2 separate regions of the Oryctolagus cuniculus genome follow, and region 1 is linked to region 2. Evidence: chromatin contacts called from public Micro-C data. All regions are on one chromosome and are shown on one strand. The core of a region is the stretch at or near the end of the contact, and the rest is flanking DNA. Distances in the headings are between cores, read along the strand shown. Region 1 holds the start of JAK2 (Janus kinase 2). Region 2 overlaps RCL1 (RNA terminal phosphate cyclase like 1).

Region 1 (6,447 bases), core at 3,342-5,841, 180 kb after region 2:
GCAGCTTTACCCAGTATGCCATAGCGCTGGCCCCCTTCCCATGGTTTTAATTTTAAAAATCTTTTTAAAAGTAGGACACAGTTGTAATTAACATTTTGCATGGTTTTCCATACAATTATTTTCATTTGAAAGAAATGATTAATTCCTAGTTTGTAGAGGGGAAAACTGTTTCAGCTTTCATGTAGGAATGTGTAACTGATCTGGTTTCTTGGGAAGGAAGTCTTGTTCACTAGGAACATCTTTGTCTTTCTGACTGTAAGGTAAGATGAGAGGATTAATGTAGAGACAGGAATATGCTGAAGTGCAGAGGAGGTTTTGAAAAATTTATTTGCCATAGTCAACCAAAATTTGAAATGAATGGTCCTGAAATACCTGGGATATTTGAAGTTTAAAAAAAATGGTTGCTTGTTTATTAGCCCAATTCATACCCTCTGCCTTTGCCTTTTGCTTTATAATATTAGGCCTGAAATAAATCAGCCTCTTTATATAGCTACTGTTACCTTTCTGCTTTCAGAAACTTCTACCTTCCCTATTTTGGAAAGGAACAAACTCCTGGATCTATCCCCATACTTTTGCTTGAGCTTGTTTTGCCTTCTAATGAGTCCCCTAATCTCTACTCTCACATTTATACTACCTTTAAGAATGGTATCTTCATGATATCATCATTTAGTGAAATTACTTTTAAAAATCCTCCAATTTCAGATCTTTGGATTTGTCTCCATTACAACTCAGCCCATATCCTTCCAGCCCACCCAGTTCTTGTAGTGCAATGCATTGATTGTGATAAATGCTTCAGGACTACTAAGAGATTCAACATACTTCTTATAACTCCCATCTTGGGAATACCTAAAAAATTGGCATTTCCATAGCCATAATAATTATTTACTAACTGTGCTAAGGGTCTTAAAATACTTTTTCATTTCTTCTTCAAAATACCTCTTCAAGGGAGATATTATTATCCTCATACTGATGAGAAAATGGGAGCTTAGGCAATTTAAATGACTTATTTGGTGTACAGTATGATTGAAACCTGCACTGAATGGAGTCTCAGGCTTAAGTTCTGAAATCTTTGGCCCTAGACTTTAAACCTTGTCTTTGTGTTAAAAGTACTTAAGGCCAGCACCATGGCTCAATAGGCTAATCCTCCACCTAGCGGCGCCGGCACACCGGGTTCTAGTCCCGGTTGGGGCGCTGGATTCTGTCCCGGTTGCCCCTCTTCCAGGCCAGCTCTCTGCTGTGGCCAGGGAGTGCAGTGGAGGGTGGCCCAAGTGCTTGGACCCTGCACCCGCGTGGGAGACCAGAAGTACCTGGCTCCTGGCTTCAGATCAGTGCGATGCGCCGGCAGCAACGTGCCGGCTGCGGCGGCCATTGGAGGGTGAACCAATGGCAAAGGAAGACCTTTGTCTCTCTCTCACTGTCCACTCTGCCTGTCAAAAAAAAAAAAAAAAGTACTTAAGAACTTAAAAAAGATATAGAAGCCAAGGCCCATCTTACATTTAGTGGATCAAAGTCTTGTTAGGTGCGTTTGGGAGTGATAGGAACACTGCTGCTATGCCTCACTATGGTGGAAGCAGTGTTACAGCAGACCCTACACACATTTGGTAACTACCTGTTAATTTTTCTCTCTTGGGTCTGACCATACAATCAGTTCTGAATCTAAGTGTGTTATCATGCAGCTCGCATTTTTTTGTTTTTCCATATTGCATGAATGTTATGAAAGACTTGGTCAAATTCCTTGAAATTGTCTTTTACCATTATCAAAGAATAGAGGAAACTTCCTGAGGTGTTTGCCCTGGGGAGCAAATTTCTACCAGGAGAGTCGCTACCAGAAATCACATAAAGAACTCAAACATTCTTTAAGACACAGACTGGAAGAAGCTCAACATTTCAGGGTAACTCAGACTTACAATCTTAGTGAGGAGAGAGGCTTTCACTGTCTGAATGACACTAGAAAAGTTACTTTATCTTTCTGTGTTGACAGATCATTTCTTAATCTAATAGGCTTATGGATAATATATTTCCCTTATCCACCTTGTCTTCCATACCCAAATCTCTAACATTTAAAAAAGGACAGGTGTTTAGTGTGGTGATGAATATGTCACATGGGATAACTATATCCCATATTAGAGTGCTTGGGTTCAAGACCCAGCTCCCCTTCCATTTCCAGCTTTCTGCTAATGCACCCTGGAAGGCAGTAGGTGATGGTTTAAGTACTAAAGTCCCTGACACCCACATGGGAGATGTGGATTGAGTTCCTAGCTCCTGGCTTTGGCTTGGCAAAGCTCCAGCTGTTGTGGGCATTTGGGGAGTTAACCAGAAGATGGAAGATCTGTATGTCTCTCTTTCAAAGAAAAACAATAAAAAGACTACCTTCCTCCACAAAATATAATCAATGTTTACCAGTTACAAATAACTTCTCCATGCAAGCCAGCTGTGGGCAGTAACAGATAGCGTGCCTAGTTGAATAATACATCATTACAAAATAATAGAAACAACACTTTTAAAAAAGATTTATTTATTTATTTGAAAGTCAAATTTACATACAGAGAAGGAGAGATAGACCAGGCTGGGGGGATGGGAGGTTTGGGGAGAGAGACAGAGAGAAAGAGGTCTTCCATTGCTGATTCACTTCTCAGGTGGCCACAATGGCCAGGGTTGAGACAGGCCTAAGCCCGGAGCCAGGAGCTTCATCAGGGTCTCCCACATGCATGTTAGGGGCCCAAGTTCTTGGGCCATTTTCTGTTGCTTTTCCCAGGCCATAGCAGAGAGTTGGATTGGAAGTAGAGCAGCCAGGACATGAACCAGTACCCATATGGGATGCTGGTGTAGCAGGTAGTGGGCTTTTGCTATAAGTGCAGAAACAGCACTTACTATAATAGATGCTTTTGCATTATTTCTAAATTATTTGGCTTTCTACAACAGGTATTTTTTTTTCTCCTCACAAAAGGTAAATATTCCATCTCTACAGTTCTTATGCTTTTCATTTTCAACGTGACTTTAAGATCAGCTTCAATACTTTGGGTGAGTTTTTGTTCTAGCTTTTACCTCCATGACCGTTTTTGTTTGCAAGAAAAGGGCTGTTGGTAATTTCAGTCTTCATATTCCAGTCAGATTTCAGATTTGCCACTGAAATAGGAGTCACAACTCCTATTTCTAATTTTTTTTTAAAGAAGAAATTTCTGGCATATTTCACCTCTAAGACTGTAGCTGTAGGAATGCAATTTCTCTGTAAATCCCTCCACCTTAGGGAGAAAACAACAGTTTCAGTCGATTGTTTATTTTAAAGGAGTCAGCATGAATTCATCTGCTCAAAGGCCTTTTGCAATGGGCCTTATGTAAGACTTTAGTGAATTTAATAAGGAAATCATTTAACCCAAAGAGAGACCTGAATAGCTGCATCATGTGTGTATGGGGGAAGCAGCACCTGTAAATACATCACTCCCTTCAGGTTGACAGGAGGGCTACTAAGTGAGAGAGGCCCCACGCCGTCTGGTTCCAGGCTACTTCTTTAACCTCGTCTCTTGCCACTGCCTCATCTTTCACTGCCCTCCAGCCACAGTGACAGCTTTCCTGGTCCCTGAATTTGCCAAACACGTTCCCTTTTCAGCATGTCTTTGCTAGTACCCCAGCCTGAAACTTTTCCAGGAGTGTCACAGGACTGGCTCATTTTCAACCTTTCCATCTCTGCTCAAAGTCGCAAACTCTAGGAGGTCGTGCCTGGCCACTGTAAAAGACCACACTCCCCTCACTTAATGCTCCATTGTGTTGTATTTTCTCGGTGACAATTGCACATCTAGCATATTACACACTTAAAACCTTTCTTTCTATTTTGTCTTCTGTCAGAAGGCAGAACAGCAAGGAACATGCAGGTTGTTTACCTAGTGTCTCCGGGGTCTACAGTCCAGTACCTAGCAGGCGCTCAGTAATTGAGTGAATGAGGATCTTTGGGAAAGTGGAAGTGGTTCGCTGGGCCTGGCTGCCAACCTGCAGGCTGCTGAGCACCTCATCCCACCCTCGCTCCTTTCCAGCAGTGGTGGCTGGAGTCAAGCCATTGGGATTTCATTGCCGCTAAATGGCGCGTGGGCGCGCATTCCTGCAGCCCGGGCGCCTCTTCCCCTGGGCCCAGCGGCCCGCGCTGGGAAAGAACAGGTCTGCAATACCCGGAACATGGAAGCGAAAGCTGAAAGGGGATGACGGTATACGGGTGGGGAAAGTCTCCGTGCGGAGGCAGCCCGGCCTCCTCCGGGCCCAGGCTGCTTGCAGGGGGCGCCTTCCAGGCCCGGCTGACTCATTCCCAGCCGCCTCCACGGCGGGCGGCGGCCACACACACGCCCTTCTAGGGAGGGCCCAGCGCCGGCACAGAGCCTCTGCGGGGCTCCAGGCTCAGCGGGCCTTGGCCACCTCCATTTCCTCGCGCGCTCATGCCCAGTGGCTGCCCTGAAAATCTCCACGGGAGTCCACCGGCTCCCCGGGAGGCCACAGCACGGAGGGCCACAACCCGGTCAGGCCCGCGGCGCGCGCGGGGAAGAAGGGCGGCGCACGCGCAGTCCCGGGCGCGCGTCCCGCGCCCTCCCCCGCCCGGCTCGCCGGCGGCCTCAGTCCGCCACCCACAGGCTGCCTGACTAGAGGCCGGCTGGGAGGCTGAGGCCGACGCAGAGTCCAAGCCTGTGTCGCCAACGGCGCTGAGAAGACGGTGTGGCCTGGGAGAGGGTGGAGACTACGGCCGTGACGGGCTTCCCGGCTGCCCTAAGTGGGAGTGGTGTGGGCTGCAGGAAGGAGAGAGGAAGAGGAGCAGAAGGGGGCAGCAGCGGCCGCGGCTAACGGCCTTCCGCGGCGCTGACTGGCTGGGCCGGCGCCCGGCTCTTTCGGGAGTTCGCGCCTCCGCCTCTGCCCCCTTGGCACCTCTGGCCCCCGGGCCCCGGCTTGCGGCGCACGTCGTTCGGAGGGCTGCCGCGGCACAAGAAGAGGCCTGGTCCCTGCCGTCCAGGGATGTGAGTGGGAGCCGAGCCCGCACGGGAGGGCCCCCGAGGACCCAGCCTGGCGGGCGCTCGGACCCGTGCCCACTCTGGGGGCTTCGCAGACCTGGGCCAGCCTGAGACGCCGGGTAAGAGCAGCCCCTGCGAGCTTGGGGGCGCGCCCTCGTCGCCTGGTCCGTGCAGCCGGTGGGTGTTATCGCTGCCCGGCCTTTGGATGGGAGCACCAGTTATCTCCCCTACCCTTTCCCTCCTCCCGATCCCCGCCTTTCCCCTGCTAGAGGCGGTAAACTTCTATACCAGAAAATCTTTCTCGTTAAGGCGAAACCCAGAAAGGAGTATCTTGGTTGCTGTTTGCATCCTGTCTGCCTTATTACTCCTCCCCCCTTACCTAGCCCTCTTAAAATTTCTAGACATCTTAGCCTAGAAAGGAGCATCTCTTTCTCCTGGGTTTCTGCGGTAGTAACTGCTTTATTATTATTATTATTATTTTAGGTTTCAGAAGCAGGCAACGGGAACAAGATGTGAACTGTTTGCCTTCTGCAGAAGGAAAAGAGGCCCTTCCTCCGCCTCCGACGGTTCGCGATCCTGGCTGCTGGGCTTCATCGCCTCGGTGAGGGCGAGGGTGTCGTGAGCCGAGTGCGTGCGTAGGAAGGCTGCGAGCGTGTGAGACGAGCAGGGCGCTGCGCTTACTCCTCTGACAATGGCAGTGCTGAACTTTCAGTGTTACTTTGGGAGAGGATTTTGGGGTGTTGATCGTTGCTACATTCCTTGTAGGTTTTACAAGTAATGGGGCTTTTCAGGCGAAAATAAAATGTTGTCCCTTAACCTTTCTCCTCCAGCAGCCAGAAATTCTTTATTCTTTCAAAGAGGAAGAAATGCTGTTGAGAGAACATGTTAGCTGTTCTTACTGGGGTTCTTGCTACCACATTGAATGCTTCCTGGATGGTTTTATCTGCCTCCGCTTGCTGTGTCGGTTGAATTTACCCAGTTTGTTTTCCGGTGGTTATTCATCTGCCAGGGGAAACTCCTTTTCTTTGAATGAAAGGATAAGAGTGACTGAGTATGTCATAGAGGGGCGGAGAAATGTGGAGAAGGAAACCAGAAGTGGGAATAAGGGAGATGACAATCACTTTTGGTTTCATAATAGCTTTGGGAAAGTGAGTTGTTGGGTTCCTGAAGATGTTCTGATGTAACACCCAGCAGATTGGGAGATGAATAATCACCTTTTTGACCTCTCTTCCCCCATCTGCCTTACTTTTTACCACTGCAGATGTGAGAGTCACTTGCTTCTGTGAGCTTATTTGTTGGCATACAAACTAGATGTATTCATAGTACATGTGTTTATCTGTACAGGAAAACTGTGTTTGTTGGCTAGGTAAGCATATAATACTTGGTTTTGCCCTAACTGAATGTCTTAAGTTTGTAGTTTATAACACGTTTAAATATTTGGTTTTGCCCTAACTGAATGTCT
Region 2 (6,612 bases), core at 1,966-4,465:
CACCCCCTTGCCCTACCCTAGTCCATTCTCTTAGGTCACTCTGACCATCAGGAGGCCTGATAAACGCTTGTGGGGAGATTGTATGCCTGCGTAAAGATGTGACTGAGTTCCTCCTGCCACATAGCTGAATAAGCTACACATATTTATAATGCCCAAGAATTGTGTAAAGTAGGCGTTCATTTAACAAACAGTGTTTACTATGTGCCAGATACTGTCTTAAGCTTTTCAGTCATTTAGTTTGCATCGTTACCCAGTGAGGATAGGAAAGGTGGACACTGATACTGTCTACCTTACAGGTGATGGAATCGAGGCCCAGAGAGATCAGGTTGTGCACAGAAAGTCAGGGTCACACAGACAGTAAGTGGGGTTCAGACCCAGACAGTTTCACACAGAGCCGCTGCTTCCCTCAACCACTGTGCTCTTCTGTAAGAATTGGGGTTCTGTGTAGGTCGCTGGACTCCCTGCTACCTTACCTGAGGCAGGATGCCAGAGAGTCCTCATTTGTTGTGGAATACTCTCCTTCTATCTTTGTTGGAGTCTGAAATACACCATGCTGCTTGTTTGTTTTCGGACTTCAGTAATTTGAGGAAGGGCTGGGGAGTTGGAGGCTACTTGTTCAACACCCACCAAGTGGGGCTTCTGGGCTCAGCCAGTCTGAAGATGGGTAAGATAATGAATGCACAGGAAAACAGTGGCCTGCTGCTTCCGAGGTCCAGTGTCGTCACAGGTGTCTGGGAGCTCACACAGCATTGCTCCACCTTAAAATCTGGGAAGTGCTTTCAGTGCTGCATAGCCCTGTCATCTGTGCTAAGTTAGATCCTAGCACAGAACGTCTGTGGGAAAATGGGATTGAAAGGAATGTTTATTTGGGGGCAAGGACATCTTGAAATTCATGTTTAATTTTTGCAGAAGACACATTTTCCGTGAACTTTTTGAAGATCTCTCATATTTGGCATGTTGTAAAAGTGACACCTAACTTTTCAGATGAAGAAGAAAGGCCAGTGACCTGCTCATAGTGACTTTCTGTGGAAATTCAGCTGGGATTCCCATCCCTCAGTGGTGCAGCCAGCCTGGTTCCCTGTTTCCTGCTGCCTCTGTAACCTAATTTAATAACTTCCTGGTCAACTAGGCTTTGGAAAAGCTGCTTTTCAGCAGATAATTTTTTTCACCGATATATTTTAATTTGCGGCTTGGTCATGGCTAGGGGGACCAGAGTTGAGCAGATTATTTTCTTACCCTGAGATCTTCCCCTTCAACTTCTGGGTGGCTTGGTGGGGCAATAGGCAGGGCCCTGTGTCATGGTTGTGTCAGCGGGATCTGCCGAAGAGTGTTCCCTCCATAACTGCTCTCACTCCACTCTGTCACATGCTTCCAAAGGGGAACCTACTGAGAGGGGCCTGGGCTTGGGGCTGGGGCCCAGGGCTGCTGGGATGCAGTGGGCAGATGGCTGTGAACTTCATGGCTCTTCCTTGCTGGTCTGCAGCAGCAGTAGGAACAACCCACCTTTCGAAAATACAAAGGAAAAATTATCTTCATCCTCTGCAATTCTCTGAAAACTGTCAGATGGACTGGGGGCTTTCGTTGAAGAGTCAATTGTTTTTGTTGTTTGGTTTTTTCCAAATAAATTACTTTGTCCTGAGAAAAATAAAAAGATTCCCTGTAGATGCATTTTTCCAGGTGGGGAGTTAACATCCTTCACAAAGCGCGTCTGGAGCCCCTGTTGCTGCAGTGCTTCATCTGAAAAGCTGCCAGTTCTGAGTGTGCGTGTCTGCTGAGGGTCAGAGTAGTCCTCACTTTGCCATCCGTCGGCCTGTGCTGGCTGTTTGGCTGTGCAGTTTTACCTGTAGTGCTGTGGAAGAAAGGCAAGGATTGTGAGCTTGGAAGGTGGTCCCCTTGAGGAGCTGCTGCCGTGCACAGCTGTGGGGCTGTGGAGAAGGCTGAGCATCAGCTCTGGACAAGACATTGTTCAATGGAACAGACAAGGGTACCTCACAAAGTTCGTGGAAAGGCACCGGCATCACGGCTCAGCTAATTAAGCCACTGCTTGTGACTCCCATATCGCAGTGCCTGGGTTTGAGTCCTGCCTCCACTTCTGATCCAACGTCCTGCTCATATGCACCCTGGGAGGCAGTAGATGATGGCTCAAGTACTTGAGTCCATACCAATCATGTGGGAGAACCGGATGAAGTTCATAACTCCTGGCTTTGACCTGGGCCAGCCCCAATTGTTGTAGGCATTTGAGATGTGAACCAGTGGATGGAAGATCTCTTTTCTCTCTCTGTCTCTCTCTTCCTCTCCCTCTGTCTCCTTTGCTCTGCCTGTCAAATAAGTAAACATTTTTTAAAATTCATTGGAAAATAGAATTAAAAGATAAGTTTAGGGACAGGTGTTTGACCTAGTAAAGATGCCTGCATCCCACATCAGATTGCTTGGCTTTGAGTCTTGGGTCCTGTCTGAATTCCACCTTCCTGCTAATATGCACCCTGAGAGGCAGCAGGTGATGGTTCAAGTAGTTGGGTCTTGTCACCCACATGGGAAACCCGAATTGAATTCCCAGCTTTGCCCTGGCCATATGTAGGCATTTGGGAGTGAATTAGTGTAATGGGGGTGCCCTCTCCTCTCTCTCCCTGTTTGCCTCTCAAACAAATACATTTTGAAAGTTTGTGGAAAATGCATATTATGAAAAAACTATGCGTGGATTAAATTTTTTTTTGCAGTGAAATAAACTTAGCTGTTAATTTCATTTTCTGTGAACTTTTGGAAATACCCCTGTAGATACAGGGAGAGTTTGTTTTCCTTTAGTTTTCATTTTCTTAAGAAAGCTGTTTATTGGGATTTAATATCATCTGTGGTTGTTTCTCAGCTTCTGAGCATTTTTGCTTTTTAGTATCCAGCTATTGCTAACAAAGGGAGAACCGGGTTGGAGGTGGGGAAAGATTCTGAAATGTACCTTAATCCAGTCTTGTATACAGTCTTCTCCAGAAAGGCCAAAGGGCTGGCAGAACATTATGTGAAAAATGGACCTGAATTTGCTTTTTCTAACTGTTCCAAAGGCTACAAATACCTGACAGCTGCAAATATGTGGGCCTGCACACTCATGCCTTGTGTTTCTCCCATCCTTTTTTCTCCAAGAGATCGGAAGCCAGCTGAGGCCCCTTAGGAGTTGTGCCAGCTGGGAGTGTATTTGGGTTTTCCAGCACAGTTGAATGATTCAGAATGAAGTAGGCTGGGTGAGGCCTTGGGAGCAGTGTGTGCCCCAGGCCTGTGTAAGTTCTAGGCAGCAGCACCAGAGAACAAGATGTTTCTTCCTTAGAATACAGCTGAGTGGGTGAGATGGCTGGCTTTGTCTGTCCTGCTGCTAGCTACAAGCCTTGCCTGAAGATGTGGACTGTTTACCTATGGGTTTGATGTGTTTTTCTTTTTTTCCCTAGGACAGGGTGGGGGAGGTAGTGGGATAGATGGAGAGCAAAAAAAGGGGGAAACAGGGAAAAATTCATTTGGCTCATGAGACTGGAAAGCCAGCAGGGGGAGAACTGACTTCCCTTAATTGCAAAGTATATTGGAGTCTTTTCTCAAGATTACCCCTAACGCCTACATTTATTCCATGTGTATTTCTTGAAGGCCTTTATATATATAGTGACAGAAAGTCATTGCCCTTGAGGGGCTTGTAACTTGCCCATGTGGAAAGACCAGTTATTGCAACATGAAACACCAGCATTTACTTAAATACCATAAGCAGAGAAGGCCATGGAAACCTATAGGGGAGAGAAATATCTCATGGGGTAGGGATTATTGGTTGGCATGGCTTTGTAGAAGATTGACAAATGGGATGGTATTTTTTTTTTTTTTTTGGATAGGCAGAGTTAGTGAGAGAGACAGAGAGAAAGGTCCTCCTTCCATTGGTTCACCCCCTAAATGGCCGCCTTGGCCAGTGCGCTGTGCTGATTCGAAGCCAGGAGCCAGGTGCCTCCTCCTGGTCTCCCATGCGGGTGCAGGGGCCCAAGCACTTGGACCATCCTCCACTGCCCTCCCAGGCCACAGCAGAGAGCTGGACTGGAAGAGGAGCAACCAGGGCCAGAACCTGGCGCCCATATGGGATGCCGGCGCTGCAGGCAGAGAATTAACCAAATGAGCCATGGCACTGGCCCCGGGATGGTATTTTAAGGATGAAGACGAAACTGCACATTCCTAGGTGGGAGAGAAAGCTAAGAAGAGGGCGATTTTCCTGTGCACAAGCAGCATTGGCCTGAGCATATGCTCTCCAGGTGGCTGCCGCTAGCCTCACAGCCCTGGAGAGCTGAGGTTTTAACCACATTGCCATTGGCCCTGCTTCTTGTTGCCTTTTCTTTCCTTTGACTGGATCAGTGCTCTAAGGACAGAGGGCTGGGAGCCAGTGCAGGATTCAGTGCAGGAGACTTTATATAGTGTTTAGTAAACACTGGGAAAAGGGTGGGAGCCAGAATCAGGATGTTCTCTTTAAGGTCACAAATATGTATTTATTTTAAGCAGTTTTATTGAGATACAGTTCACATGCCCAACTACCAGTTTAGTGTTTAAACCAATGCACTGGAAAGCCAAGACTGTGGCAAAAATTATCCTACATGGAGGATGTCTGTGAGACCTCAGTGGAAAGAAAGGGCCATCAAAGAAGGATTTACTTTTTTCTGAAAGGAGGAGAGAGCGTCCACTTTGCTTATGGCCGTGTCTAAATACTGATGGAGTCTGTGGTCGCAAAAGGCTTCCATAGCCTTGGCAGCCCATGGCAAGAGACTCCGGTGATCACTGACACCATAAATAAGAGTGTGTCTCCCACATACTTGGGCTATCCTCCCCTGCTTTCCCAGGTGCATTAGCAGTGAGCTGGATCTGAAGTGGAGCAGCTGGGACTTGAACTGGCATTCATAAGGGATGCCAGTACTGCAGGTGGCAGCTTAACCTGCTATGCTTTATATCAGTGCTGGGCCCCCCCCCCCCCATGTGATCTTTTGATACATGGGTACATTGTAGACTGTTCAATTAGTAAATAGATCTATCTTCTTGAATGTTTAACACTTTCTTTATGATGAAACATTCAGAGTCCTACCTTACAGTTTTTTAAAATAGAGAGATAGTATGTATTATCTTGTCACCCTACTGTGCAATAGAATCCCAGAACTTCTTACTCCCATTTAGTTATAACTTAGTATCAGTTAATCAAACCTTTCCTTATCACTGCCAACCCTATTCCCTCCTCAACCTCTGGTATAGATTTATTTATTTTATTTGAAAGTCACAGTTACAGAGAGAGGGAGAGTTTGGAGAGAGAGAGGTATCTTTCATACACTGGCTAATTCCCTAGATGGCTGCAATGGCCAGGACTGAACCAGGCTGAAGCCAGGAGCCAGAAGCTTCATTCAGGTTACCCATGTGAGTGACAGAGGACCAAGTACTTGGACCGTCTTCTGCATTTCTCCTGCCATTAACATGGAACTGGATTGGAAGTGGAGCAGCTAGGACATGAACTGGTGCCCATATGGGATGCCAGTTTATAGGCAGTGGCTTAACCTACATCACAGTGCCAGCCCACTGTTACACTTTTAACTTCTACGAGATCACTTTTTTTTTTTTTTTTTTGACAGGCAGAGTAGACAGTGAGAGAGAGAGAGAGAAAGGTCTTCCTTTTGCCGTTGGTTCACCCTCCAATGGCCACTGCGGCCGGCGTGCTGCGGCTGGCACACCGCGCCTATCCAATGGCAGGAGCCAGGTACTTATCCTGGTCTCCCATGGGGTGCAGGGCCCAAGCACTTGGGCCATCCTCCACTGTACTCCCGGGCCATAGCAGAGAGCTGGCCTGGAAGAGGGGCAACCGGGACAGAATCCGGTGCCCCGACTGGGACTAGAACCCGGTGTGCCAGTGCCGCAAGGCGGAGGATTAACCTAGTGAGCCGTGGCGCCAGCCAAGATCACATTTTTTTAAGACTGTATATATGAGTGAGATCATGTTAGACCTGCCTTTCTATGATCATGTGATACCTGTCTTTGTGCTTGTCTTACTTCACTTAACATGTTTTCCTCCAGTTCTATCCATGTGCTTGTGAAGGACAAAATTTCATCCTTTTCTGTGGCTGAGTAACATTCCATTGTGTTTATGTAGGACATTTTCTTCATCCATCCATCCATCAGTGGATAGTTTTTGTTTCGGTTTCTCAACTATTGTGAATAGAGCTGCAGTAAACATGAGAGTGCAAATGTCTCTTCAACAGACTGATTTCATTCCATTGTTTGTATACCTAATAATGGAATTGTTGGGTCACACAGTAATTCTATTTTTAGAACCTTCCATACCGTTTTCCACAGTGGCTTTACTAATTTACATTCCTACCAACAGTGTGCAAGAGTTCTCTTTTCTCCATATGTTCAACACTTGTTATCTTTTTGATAATAGCCAGTATAATTAGAGTGGTACTTCATTGGGGTTTTGATTTCCATTTCCCTGATGATTAGTGATATCAAGCATTTCTTCATGTACCTAGTGATGTTTTTATTTATTTATTTTTAAAGATGTGTTGTTTATTTGAAAGGCAGAGTTACAGAGAAAGAGGGAGAGACAGAGAAGAGAGATCTTCTGTCCAC

Evidence for each region. A called contact is a pair of places that touch in the nucleus more often than the background predicts.
Region 1: a contact with region 2 is called in a Micro-C map of ear pinna, with 4 times the contacts expected there. The contact joins the promoter of JAK2 here to the enhancer-like site in region 2. A contact is called at or near these places in 2 of 6 Hi-C or Micro-C datasets (ear pinna and an unstated tissue).

Annotation. Positions count from the first base shown.
Region 1 is chr1:167,673,410-167,679,856 of mOryCun1.1, forward strand. It overlaps JAK2 (Janus kinase 2), which reads left to right and starts at 4,592. Exons shown (of 25, transcript XM_051846028.2): 1 at 4,592-5,104; 2 at 5,469-5,586.
Region 2 is chr1:167,497,061-167,503,672 of mOryCun1.1, forward strand. The region is part of intron 8 of RCL1 (RNA terminal phosphate cyclase like 1); the gene reads left to right. Among named protein-coding and RNA genes, the nearest start is that of MIR101-2, 6.2 kb to the left of the region's middle. Within about 2 kb of position 3,216, at least 2 of the 8 cell types and tissues checked have an H3K27ac peak or open chromatin away from gene starts, as enhancers often do. A contact at or near this core is called in ear pinna, where this site is marked.